Regions from separate parts of the Sus scrofa genome. Here region 2 is linked to region 1. Evidence: chromatin contacts called from public promoter capture Hi-C data. All regions are on one chromosome and are shown on one strand. Each heading gives the region's core, a stretch centred on a gene start, on an enhancer-like site or on the middle of the called end of the contact. The rest is flanking DNA. Distances are from core to core; before and after follow the strand shown.

The links. Promoter capture Hi-C pulls out the DNA fragments that hold promoters and counts their contacts.
Region 2: a contact with region 1 is called in a promoter capture Hi-C map of liver, with 5 times the contacts expected there. The contact joins the promoter of SHTN1 here to the promoter of HSPA12A in region 1. A contact is called at or near these places in 1 of 5 promoter capture datasets (liver), 6 of 47 Hi-C or Micro-C datasets (embryonic fibroblasts, liver and skeletal muscle) and 1 of 2 datasets of contacts at active chromatin or transcription factors (alveolar macrophages).

The regions. Positions count from the first base shown.
Region 1 is chr14:127,033,078-127,039,686 of Sscrofa11.1, reverse strand. It overlaps HSPA12A (heat shock 70 kDa protein 12A), which reads left to right and starts at 2,528. Exons shown (of 17, transcript XM_021073398.1): 1 at 2,528-2,652. It overlaps ENO4 (enolase 4), which reads right to left. Exons shown (of 13, transcript XM_021073404.1): 1 at 2,487-6,609. The coding sequence starts at 2,651.
Region 2 is chr14:127,171,135-127,177,743 of Sscrofa11.1, reverse strand. It overlaps SHTN1 (shootin-1), which reads left to right and starts at 2,522. Exons shown (of 15, transcript XM_005671487.3): 1 at 2,522-3,186. The coding sequence starts at 3,129.

The DNA of each region.
Region 1 (6,609 bases), core at 1,279-3,778:
GAGCCTGAGTAAAAAGATTCAAGATGGTTCCCACTGTTGGTGTGGTTCACCGGGGCCATCAATCTAGGGGTTTATGACTGCTACCACACGGCAGGGCCAAGAATCAAATCCAGATCTGCCTGATTCCCAATCACAACCTCAATTACACATTTTATCAAGGTGTAAATAGTATTCTACTGCCCACAGGCATCTTTCCCATTCCTGAATTCCTCTAATATGTAAAAGACGTGTAGAAGAAATGGCATTTGAGCTGAACGCTGGAGCTTGTGTAGTATTTCAATAGGCAGACAAGGGAAGAAGTTGAGGGCAGATACTTCCAGCAGAGAGAATAGGAAAACCAGAGGGGATGGACGTGGGGAAGTTCTTGCTTCAGGGAAAAGTCAGTGGGCCTCTGGGGAGGGCACAGGAGAAATACGCCCGTTACTGAGGTCTGGGGAAGCATTATGAGTCACGCTGTGTGATCTCACTCAGCATGCAAGGGAGAACCACAGAAGGCTTCTGAGCAAGAGAAAGAAGGTCAGATTGAAGATTAGGAGCACTAATGTGGGATGGACTTCGCAGAGGGAGAGACTAGGTAAGAATCAGGATGGCCAAAACTAGGGCAAGGACTGAGAAACGAGAAGGAGGTTGCCATTTTGCCAACCCAATTCCTGAACATCCTTCAAACCCAAGCCAAACTCCCAGCCAAACCACAGCCCACAGGGATATGCCCCATCCACGAATCCCTTTTCACAGGCTCACAGGTGATCTATTCCTCAGGCCAGCACAGCAGCATATATCACCCTATCCAGTCATCTCATGTATCATCAGCATTCACCCCTAACTGAGGTATAAGATCCCAGAGAGCTGTGCTAACCAAAGTCCCTGCTGCCTAATAGACTGGGAAGAGCATTACACTTGGGACAAGAGTCCAAGTTTCCAGTCTTTCCTTTTGGACTGAGTCGCTATGAGATAAGGTCTTCATGAAATGAGGAAGTTAGACGAGTTAAATTTCAGGAATTCCTCTAAACAGAGACAGTGGAAAGAGAATGGAATGCCGCATTGCCTTCACTCCTTCATCCTATAAATAGTTCCTGAGAGTCCATCATGCATCATGCCCTCTACTAGGTACCAGGGACACAGACCAGGTTTGATGTGTTACTGTCATTTACTGTGTCCCTTGGGAAAATCATTTAAATTTACTGGGCCACAATTCCTTTATTTGCAAAATAGGAATCATGTTTATCTCACCATGGTCCTAGGGATGAAGTGAAATCACATAAAGCACAAGGTGCTCAGTAAACACTGCCCTCCCCCAATCTGACGTATGGGCCGTGACCAAGAAAAATGAACATCTGTGGAACATCCCTTATATTAACCGCTTCAACAAGATGTGGTCTTGAACCCTGTGAACACATCATGCTTCTTAGTGCTTCGCCGTGGTGCAAATTCCTGCCAGTCCCAACCATGATGCCTTCCAGAAGGTAGGTGTTGGTTAGTACTTATGGTTCTAGAAATGAGAAAACGCTTGTATTTGTTCCAGCTGCCCACTGCTTAAGGTAAAGGTGTGTGTCAGATGGACTGAGCTCCCACAGTGTTGCAGTGGAAACGAATTCCACTAGGAACCATGAGGTTATGGGTTCCACCCCTGGCCTCACTTAGTGGGTTAAGGATCTGGTATTGTCGTGAGCTGTGGTGTATGTCTCAGAGGCTCCCATCTGATGTTGCTCTGGCTGTGGTGTAGGCCTGCAGCTGCAGCTCCCATTTGACACCTAGCCTGAGAACATCCACATGCTGCGGAGGTTTTTAAAGCAAACCCCCCCCCCCCAAAAAAAGCAAAAGTATGTGCCAGACTAGATCCAGGGGCACAGCTCTAAAGCAGGCTAGGGAGGGTTTCAGAGAATGCTACAAGAACACTGAAGGACGATTAGTCCAGGATAAAATGGGCAGGATTTTGATTATATCTGAAGTTTAGGTGGGAGCTGGTCAGGTGGGATGGACATCCAGGTAGACAAGGGCGCAGAAGCCAAGGAGTATAGGTTGAAACTTGGCACGATGGGAGCCTACTGGGTTTGAGGCCCCAGGATAGGCTGAGGCCAAGTTGTGGCAAATGCCAAGGCGTCCATCCCGGGGTCAAAAGGAGGCCACTGAAGGTTGGTAAACTGAGCTACAGAGTATTAAGTTCCGTGATTAAAAAGACAACTGGCAGGCGAGCCCACAAGGACACCTGCCAGGCTCTGAGCAGTCGCCGTAGCTACAAATCCGCCTACAATCCTCTTTCCTCTAGCTGATTCCAGTCCACCACTTTCTCTCTCTCGAGACTCCTGCGCCCAGGTTTCCGCTCTGCTTCTTTCTTCACGGTGGCAACTCTGCACAACCACCACCCCACGACCCCCGGCGGCGGCGGCGCGCGTGCGCGACTCTGCGGCGCAGGCGCACTGCATTGCCGCAGAGCGGGGCGGGGGAGAGGGGCTGGAGGGAAGAGGGTTCCTGTCCCAGGTCCCTACCAGGTGCCCGTAGACGTCGGCAGGCTGGAGGTAGAAGGTGGAGTTGAGCAGCTCTTCCAGCCTGCGCGGAACGTCGTTCTCCCGGTAGTACTCCAACGCCTGCTGCTTCAGCTTCTGCAGCTCCCTAGTGGTCCCACAGCTGCGGCCGCCGCCTTCTTCCCCCATGGTAGGAGATTTAAGGCTACAGCGGGGGTTAGCTTGGGGGCCCGTGAGCGTCCTCCCCGTCGCTAGGCAACGCAGCGAGATCACGACCTCAGATCTCGCGATGCTTCCAGCCCCGGGTTCTTCCCGCGGCTGGAGCCGCGAATGGCTCCTTCCCCCTCCTCCCTCCCTCCCTCTTCCTGAGGCTTTGGCCCCCGGGGTTGGGCTCCTTGCTTCCTGAGCCTAGCACGCTCCCGGCGTCTTTTTCCACTACTTTCTCGACGGGAAAGTGGTTCACGCTCTCACGCAGCGCTTTTTGCGGAAGCGTGGGAACCCTGGCTTCCAGCTGGGGGACTCGAGCCTGCGGTGGTGCGCCGGCTTCCCGGGGGCCCTGGAACTCGGGCCGTCAGGCTTCCTCCACCCACCCTATCGTTCCTCGCGGTCGGGGAGCCTCTGTGGGGGCGGCCCGTTCCGGCCCACTTCCCTGGGAGGATTATGAGAACTCTAGACATCCTTACCAAGCTGTGGGGGTCCCAGGAATTCATTCATTGGACCGATATTTAACTACCTTCCCCGAGCCGCGCAGTGTGCTGGTTGGGCTTACTGCGCTGTCCTGGAGAGAAAAGCGGGGTGAAATCAGTAGAAGAAAGAAACAGTGTAGGCCGAAAAATTGGGGGTGAACCTTAAGGACAGGCCTCGGGGTGGGGGTGTTAGCAGGCAGGACTTGAGGAGAAGCAGAAATGGAGGACTGTCATTGGGTCATGTTCCCTCTCCAGAACCTGCATCTCGCCCTTTTAAATTGAGACTGCCTGCTTGGCTTCGTTCCACCTGCCAGGTGCAATTATAGAACTTCTTTAATGGGCGCCCTCTGCTCTGGATACTTCTGCTTCAGGAAAGGGCTGAGATGGACTGGGTGTTCTTGTTCAACTCTTGCCTGTTTGTATTCGTGACCTAAGCAGAGCATTTAAAACATTCATGCTGCACTTTGCTCATCTGGAAAACAATCTTAACTACGCTGCCTGCTTTCACCAGTCAGTTCAAATAAAATGAGAAAATGAGTGAGAAAACACTTTGGAACATAGCTATTTTCAGTAGAGGCAGGTAGGCTGTATAAAAATAATGTGCTTCTATAAATACTGCTGCAGGAACCCGACATGCCTCCTTCTGAACTCCCTCTGTATTTTCTCCAGTTCTCTAATGGAACATTTCACTCTCTGGAGTGTAATAGATCAGCACGGGTCTACCTTAGTCTTGCTGGATGGAAATCCCTCCATGGTAGGAGTGAGGTCTGTCATTTTCATGTCCACAGCAGAGCCTGGGGCCTGGCAGGGACATGTTCTCTGCTGAATGACCTTTGCTCAGAATAAGCCAGTGCTGCTGCTGCTGTTTCCATTCCACCATTCTTCCTTTCCTCATACCCCTTTAGATGGAGGGCATCCCCTTCGCTCACACGCCCATCCTTTTCTTCTTTAATGCCTGTTGAGTCCCACATCTTCAAGGAAGCCATGCTCCCCACTCCAGCTCCCATGGCGGCCAGCCCTTCCTTTCTTCTACACTCCCTCTCCGCTTGGAGCTGGAGCCACAGAATCCAGCCTCTAGGGCCGTCTTGACTCATTTGATGTTTTCCTGGGAGATTGGAAGTGTCCTGCGATGGGACCGAGATGTCTGTCCCCTCTGTAACCCACTGGCCTCTAAATTCCCTGAGGGCATGGACTTGATCTGTCTTGTTCACCAGTGCATTCCCAGCATAAGTACATTACCTGAGAGAGTAGAGAGTCACTAAATGTTTGTTGAGTGAATGAATGGATTTTATACATAATAAACCCTTAATTCACAATCAGGTGTTTTGGAGTTGGGTGAAGACAGGCTGTACACCAGGCTGGCTCAAGCAAAGGGTTTATTTTCAAGAACAGTAAGAAATAAGAATGGAAAAGCAGTCCGAGGTGAGATTGTGAAGGGACTGGGATATGATTCTGTAAGAGTGGGGAGCCCTCTAACTTCTGAATAGAGGCTAGGCAAGATGAAAGTGGTGTTGTGAGAGGTGGTTGGTAGGCTTCGGGGGGTGTTTGGTTACAAAAATCAGAAGACCCAGGCAGAAAATAACATAGATGTAAGAGCCTAAACAGTAATGGTAGCAATGGAAGAGAAGGATGAGGCAGGTAATAGGAAGGAAAGATGAAAATCCCCTTTGAGTGATTGGATGTGGGGTTGGGGAATCAAAGATGACTCTATCAAGGATAGCGTGTAGAATTCTGTCTCAGTTGAGAGAAATGGGGTAAATGAGAGAGTGATCTGGTTTTGATGGAGGGAATATGGTGCATTTGGTTTTGGATTGTAGAACTTGAGGTACCTCGAGGAAAGGAAGAACTAAAGACACAGACGTAAGACATCCACAAGGAATTTAAAGCTGAGTAAGAATAGGTGAATCTTCAGGAGGGAAAAAGACAACCAATCCTCTTGAACTAAGGACATAAATATTGAGGAAGATATTTATTTAGGATACGGGGGGACAAAAAGAACTTAAAAGTTTATCTTTTAGTGCAAAAAATCCACCTTTTTTCGTCTTTATGTGTTGGTAGAATCTGATTTGCCTGGAGTGAGTGTATTTTATAACTTTGAAGAATTAAACTAAAATAAATATGTGAGGGAAGGATATTATGGCAAATATTAAAGGGGAATTGAAGACTGAAAAGAGATTTTTAGGAACTCAGTTCTTCCCTTATGGATCATTCCATTTTCCTCAAATAAAAATAAAACTCTACGCAGGCTACAGGGATAAATAAACCTACCGTCTCTGTTTACCTCTGTCATTCACTCAGTCAACCAGTATTTATTGAATGCCCACCATGTGTCAGGCACTGTTCTAGGAACCTGGGGAAAAGTGGATCAAATGGATAACTTTTCCTTGGGGCACTTAAGTTCTTTGGTGCTTCAGTAGCACTTACATCCTAGTGAGCCACTGGGACAATAAAAGGAAATAATAATAGATGCAAAAGCATTTTGAAAAGTTGGTATGCTGGGGGTTAACAGCCTGTTGGTGTTGACAGATCCAGGGTAAATAAAATTATTATTCATAACAATTCCCATTTATCTTTTGCATAGACATTACAAGTACTAGGGTTTTAGCTGTAAGCTACATTTACGCATATGCATATTTTATATACTTAATACATTGCTTGTTTTAGTACCTTGGTGACTGTATTTACATTTCATATTGAGGCTAAATATCTCAGTGAAGGTACTCTCAGAGCACAGAGCTTGAAAGGGATTGAATGCTGCCAACCTTAAATGTAGAAACTGGGGAGTTGAGGAGGGGAGGGAAAGGAAGAGAAGGAAAGGTTTAGAAGATGTAGAACGTTCTGGAACATATCTAGGGAGGGAGAGGAGGGAAAGGAAGAAAAGGAAAGGTTTAGAAGATGTAGAACATTCTGGAACATATCTAAGGAGGGAGGGTAGGACAATTTTCTGAGAATTGGAAAACCTGGAGTCCCACTGTCCCCAAGATCTGCTGGGACCTCATGAATGAAATGAGAGGGTTGGACGCGATCAGTGTTTCCTACCCTTTTTGAGTATGAACACGACACAGCCCAGGTAACAGTGGTTAGATACAGTGACTGTGAATTCAGTGGTCCGTCTAGAGGCATTTGTATTTCATTCATGAAAACTCTATACATGTGACAGAATTGCATTTACAGGCAAGCCATTCCTCAGTGTCGGGGTGTGTTTGCTGCACGTGTGGACTTGCCCACCGTTCGCAGGCTTTTCAGGGACCTTGATCGAGAAGCACTGAGCTGGGTCTCTCCATCTTAAATCTCTTCTACATTCTAACTCTGATCCAAGATAAAGTATCAGGACATGTGAGTCTGTTTCTTTCTGCTAATTGAGGAGCCTTCAAAGAGGAAGCGAACCATTTTTCAGTCTGGGTTTCAAAAAGAATTTCCAGGCTGTGTCAGACATTTCCTAAACGGATGAGGATAAAGAC
Region 2 (6,609 bases), core at 1,273-3,772, 140 kb before region 1:
AAAAACTAATTATTATCACTTCTGTCCTTCCCATCAATATTCATATCATATAAATAAACCATAGTGTAATGGGAGATCTGAATCCCAATAATTGACTCTAATAGCCATCCTAATAATTCATTCCATGCCCTCAAGATAATACTATATTGTATTTCAGGAGGCTATTTGATTTCAAGGAAGGTAAACAGGATTAATTTCAAGGGTCTGTAGATTCTGTGTGGGACCAAAGCACTTAATTTGATTGTAGATTTGATATAGTTTGATTGTAGATTTGATAATGAACTCATTCTTAAACTCTAAAAGTGATAACTAATTACTATATAATTGGAGTAGACAGTTAAATCAACCATTTAAAAAGTGGAACCTTGTGAATTAACCCAAATATTTAACAGGTTCTCTGCTGGTATTTGGGTTATATGAGAAAATATTTGATTATTTAGGTTTGGAGGAGGCCTCTGGCATTGTCCAGCAGTCAGAGTGACTGATCAGGTATAACAGGTTTCCTGGCTGCAGTATGAAAGCTAAGTGGCCATGAATTATTTTTTACTCAGATCTCTTTATTTTTTTTTCCCAGAAAGCAATGATTTCTTTTTATGCAAAATACCTGATGGCAGCACATATCATTCATATTTTCATGTTGTTGAGTCTGAATTGTCTCTTGTTTCCTGGGCCTTTTAAACTCTGAGGATTGAGATCATCTCAGATCATATAGATATTATATCTAAAATATGACAGAAATCAACATCTCTATGAAACAAAAAGCCTCGCTAGATATAGAGAACAGACTTGTGATTGCCAGAGGGGAGGGGGATGGGAGAGAGAAGGATTGGGAGTTTGCAATTAGTAGAGGCAAACTATTATATATAGGATAGATAAATAACAAAGTCCTATTGTATAGCACAGACAACTATATTCAATATCCTGTGATAAACTATAATGGAAAAGAGTATGAAAAAGAATATACATGTATAACTGTGTCGCTTTGCTGTGCAGCAGAAATTAACATTATAAATCAACTGTACTTCAATACAATTTAAAAAAGATATCTCAGGTAAAGTTAAGGCAAAGGCCATTTGGTTATTTTGGGGGGGCAGCTGCTCTGAAACTGTCTTAACTATCTTCTGAAAAACTAGGAAAGGACTGACTAAGAGCCTATACCAAAATTATTTTTGAAGTTTCAAAATTTTAGTTCTCTGTTTAAAAACACCATGCTGTCCTTTTAGATCATTCTGCCACTAAATCACTCATGCTAAAGTATTATGTTGACTTTATAGAAGAGAAAGCAGTGCTACTGTTTTTTTATTTTCTTTTGAATTAGAATTTAGTAGGAATATCAGATACTAGTTACAGCATTTACCTATCTATGTTCTAGCTCTCCTTCCCCATCCATCATGGAGACCCACTCAGTGAATGGAGTTGGATATTTACATAAAATAGCAAAAGAGGAATTAGCAGAAACACTGTGCTAGTGTAGAACCCACATTAAGAGCTTGGAGGTAGTGAGGAAAACCAAGATGTACAGTAAGCCTAATTCAATTTGGATTTATTTTGCATGCTTAATGATTAGTGTAAAAGAACCGCGTGCCTATTTAATTTATAATTAGCATCCAAAACCTCCTTTTCACAGACTTGTAACCTTTATTTATTTATTTATTTTAAAGACCATCTATTGAATGTTGAATTCTGGATGTGATATTTTGTGTATCTTCCTCTGCTTGTTCAACACTTACAACTCTTACAGGAGAGTAGGTACTAGTATTATTACCTTTTTTTTTCTTTTTATGGCTGCGCCTGTGGCATATGGAAGTTCCCTGGCCAGGGGCCCAATGGGACTGGAGCTGCAGCTGAGGCGTATGCCACAGCCCTGGCAACAATGGTGTGAGCGGCTTCTCCATCTATGCTGTAGCTTGCGAAGGATCCTTAACCCACTGAGCAAGGCCAGGGATGGAACCCACATACTCACAGACATGTCTGGGTCCTTAACCTGCTGAGCCACAAGGGAACTCCTATTACCATGTAATAGGAGTCTTGAAGTCTTTGGACTTGATCGATTGACTGGCAACTGGCGTTTGGGGAGCGCCATTTTGAAATCTGGCGGCCTATTCTGGTCAGGCTCTAACTCAGAGGTGGGTTTAAACGGTGCAGAAGGCAGTGAAGTGGGACAAATTCTGGGGTTTACTCCATCAGGCTCTGCTCCCAGGCATACGTGTGACCTCTGGCATTAGGACTGCAGTGACGTCTGCCCTGAAGAGAAGAGTTTCCACCGCAAACCAGATAGTTCGGGGAGGCCCGGCAGTCCACATGCAGCAGGGCCCACTTCTGACCACCTCTCAAACCTTTTGCTGCTTGGAGGAAGCCAGACCAGGAGCTAGGAGCTGGTAACTACCGCACCCTTCTTCGCTCACTGTAATTTAGTAGGCCCGGCCTGTTTCAGTATCTTTAAGCTTTTCAAGGTGCCAATGCACAACGCTGAGCCTGCCCCTGCGGGCATCTATGTTTCCCCAGGCCGCCCAGGTACACCTTGTGAGAATTGGGGAAGAATCCTGTGTTTTGCCCATTATGGCCCGCTCTACATTGGCAGCTCGCAGAAAGAGGCCTTCGGCGGCGTTCAAAGTGAGCTTCTCATAGATATCTTTACTGCTGGCCCACAGCCGGTTTTCTCCTGAACGCGATCTGGGTGTCCGCGGTGGGTGGGAGCGGAGAAGGGGTGCAGGAGCAAGTCAGAGAGAACTCACTTAGGCCCGCACGCCCTCCCGCCTGCGCATCCTCCTGCGCCGGCTTCGGCGGAGGAAGCCGAGCCGCAGTAGCCGCCGCAGGCTAGGACACGGGTTGCGGCCCCGGTGCCACCGCGGGTGCCTCCATCGTCCCCACCCCCGGAGTTGCCGGCCTGTCTCCGCCCTTCTCTCCAGCCTGCCGCCTGCCTGCAGGTGAAGCAGCCAAGGCCGCTGAGTAGGTGCGTGGGGATGATCTCACCCGCGCGCTCCGCGCCAGGAGGAGGAGGAGCGGGAGCTAATCCAACTTCCGGGTAGTGAAGCCGCAAGCCACCGGCATCTTGCTTTTCTTCCCCCCTCCCTCTGCACCCCTCGCCTCTCCCTCCTTTCCTTTAATTCCCGGCCCCACCTGCCAAAATGAACAGCTCGGACGAGGAGAAGCAGCTGCAGCTCATCTCCAGTCTGAAGGAGCAAGGTAGGCGGGCGTGTGGCCGCCAGGTGCGGGCAGCACGGCCCGTGGGCGGGGACGGCTCCGGGGCGCTTGGTTTGGGGTGGTGGAAGCTGGGCGGGAAGTGATGCGGCCGCAGTGGGCACCCCAGTAGCTCCGTCACCCGTGGAGAAACGTCCTTCGCGCCCCGCGCGCTTTGGGGAGCCCAGGGCAGAGGGTAACATGCGGGTGTCTGGGAGTGTCTCTCTCGCCGGGCTGTGTGGGAAGCGTTACCCCCTGGTTGCTTAGCAAGTGATGCAGGTTTAGGGGAAGGGACGTGGATTCGGCGCGGACAAGGTCCCACGGTACTGCCTTCCACGCGGGAGAAGCGGGTGGGGTTGGTTGTCTTGGAGAGGGGGCGGTTTGATCGCCCTGCTCCCTAGTCTTGGCCCCACCCTTGCACATTGAGGCTGGGAGGCCTGCGGCACTCCTTCACAGCCTTTCCAGCTTTTCTATCTGCTTTGGCCTAGTTCCTCTTTCCTTACCCAGCTAGGATTTTCAGACCATGGTGTGTTTTAACGCTTCCCATTTTTAGTAATTTATTAGTCTGTGAGGCAACAGCCTGCGCGTGTGGGGCTTCTTGAATTAAGACTTGGCTGTGGTTTGCAGGAAAGCCAGGCCATGTACATGCATTTCTACTGGTGGCTAGATAAAGAATAGTTTTAATGCCCTAATAAAGAAGTGTTTTAGTTGGTCATTTTCATCACTTAACACTTATGAACAAAGCCAAATTACTAATCATATATGATCCTAACACCTTTTAAAATTATTTTTATCCAGACCAAAGGTGGTCTGAGAATATGGGTCAAGAAAGAGAGGAACTATACAAATTTAGGAAGTGAATTGTATAGGAACGTGTGCTTTTCTGAATAACTTGCTAACATGGCCCTGTAGTGGAAGGGGCCCTGCTCTGTGGCTAATTGTGGTGTTTAGTCCCAGCTCTTTCACTTCTCTTGGCTCAACTCAGCAACTCTGGGAACTTGGAAGAGTCACTTCCCTTCCATGTGTCTTACAGCTAATCAAGCCTTACCTGACTAAAGGCAAGGGCTAAACCAGATGATTTCATGAAGTCTGTCCAGGACCATGACCTGTTGCTCCTTGACGCCATAAACATACCATTCCATAACAGTATGTGGATTCCTCTGGAGTATGCACTCCTGAAGACAAATCTCAGCATGACTGTTTAGTAACTGTATGACCTTGGGGAAATTATTTAACCTCACCAAAATGGACAGAATACATTCCTCTGTGCTATCTAGTATCTACAAAGTGCTGGGTAAATGTTAATGGCTTTTGCCTTCTCAGTACCTTCAGCTCCCATCCTAGATTAGCCTGATGTCATAAAGTCAGTCACAAGCATCAGTGAATCTTAGTGGATGGGCAGAGTGCCTTTATCTGGAATTTCTCAAGTGTTTCAGTGAGGGGCTGGTTTCTATTAGTATTTTATTTCTAATAACACCTCACCCGCCCAATGTAAGGACTCTTTATACCTATTCTAGACTGTTGGAGCTTTCATTATTGGTAGTATCTGTCAGTGGATACCAGATCTTTTGATGCATGGTTAGTTGTCAGATAATGTCAAAATTTAAAATTTCACTTCTCATTCTGTATATAATTTAAAGGATAAATTAACAATGCAGATAATCCACAAGTTATTTATATTTGATTTTGGAACACATTTCTATCTTTGTGTTGGATTTGAAAGCTGAGAAAAAGGGAGGAGTCTTAAGTTTCTGGTTCTTTCTCCAATTATGTTGGAAAACAAACAAATCCATGCATTAGTATTTTTAGAGGATATATTTCCTTGATTATGGGTATATCAAAGGCAATAGAACAGCTAGACTCTGTATTTCTTTGGTTACACTTTTTTTTTCTTTAGGATATTGAGTTGGTTACACAGCAGCTGTTGTTTTTTTTTTTTTTTTTTTCAGCCCACGTGTAATTTTTATACATCTCAAAACTAGGGTGTTTATTTGTCAGTGGATCATAGACTGTGATAACAATTGACTTATTTCAAGAGTATTTCATTGTTGTTTAACCTATGGAACTAACCAGGAAGCTCGGGAGTTGAGGTTAAAAACAAAAACAAAAACAAAAAAAAACAGGCAACTGGTTGTTTGGGCTCTTACCAATGTTATGATCAATTTTGTAAGCTGGTGTGTGTGCTTTGTTTTTGAAAACAGACAATGCTTTTTATTGCCTGTTAACATTGTAAATAATTCCACTACTCCTGTTTAATGTGAAGAAGAACAATTATTGATAAAATACTCTTATTTTCCTTTTTTAATGCTGAGTAAACATATTTATTTACTTCTTTGACAAATACCAGGTACCTAGCGTATGTGGGCCCCAAATGCTATGCACTGGGGGAAGAGATGGTGAACCAGACAGATAAGTTTCTTGTCTAGTAGGCCATCATTAATCAAATAATCATTCAAATCAGTTTTTACAATTATCTTTTTTTTTTTTTTTCTGGGATAGATTCTTAGAAATGGAATGATTGGATTTGAAGGCAGATACATACAAAGTTTTGCTGGACAGTGCAACATTCCCACCTAGCAGTGTCCATTTCCCCAGGCATTGATCAGCATTGACCATCCACAGTCATTACTAATTTGGCGGCTTGACAGATTGCTTTATTTTTGCCATTCAGCTGAATAAAAATGATACCTTTAAAAAATTTGTTTGACCTGGTTATTAGTGAGGCTTGAAATCTTTTTGTGTGTTTATTGGCCATTGAGGATTCATCTTATCATTCCTTCTCTAGTGTGTTTTAAGTCTAAAATCTCAACCCATTCCCCAGGAGGGTGTTCAGAAAGAAGGTTCCCATCCATTCTAAATGGCAGAGCTGACAGCAGCCTTCCCTAATGTGAAGCCTTTAGTGGTGTGGTGAATAAGGTTGCTTTTGACAAAAGTTGTGAAATGTAATGACGGAGTCTGTCATAATATGAACAATCTCTAATTTATACTTACGATTCCCTAAGCTCTATGTCTTGTAAATCACACCCACTTCTGAATTACTTCAAAACATTGTATGTTCCCTTCTAGTGAATGGTATAATTAGCTATATTATGTCTTTCTGGAAAGTTATATTATGTCCCCTTAAAAAAAATTAGCCAGTGTGCGATTGCTTATGTTCAAGCAGATGTTGAGGTAATGAGGTAATTCTCCTTTTGTCTTTTTGGGGGCTTTATTTTATTGCACTGATTGACATCTTTAATGCACTGAGAAATAGCAACTTGGGATACTATTTCCAATGCATATTTCTTCACTTACTAAAGTGGACATTTCCCTTACAAAACATAATACAATTTGCTCCCCTTCCAGAATTCTGTTGGGAAATGATAGACTTAGCTCTCAGCATTTGTTTAAGGTACATGATTTTCTTTGTATTTCATTCAGTCCACATGC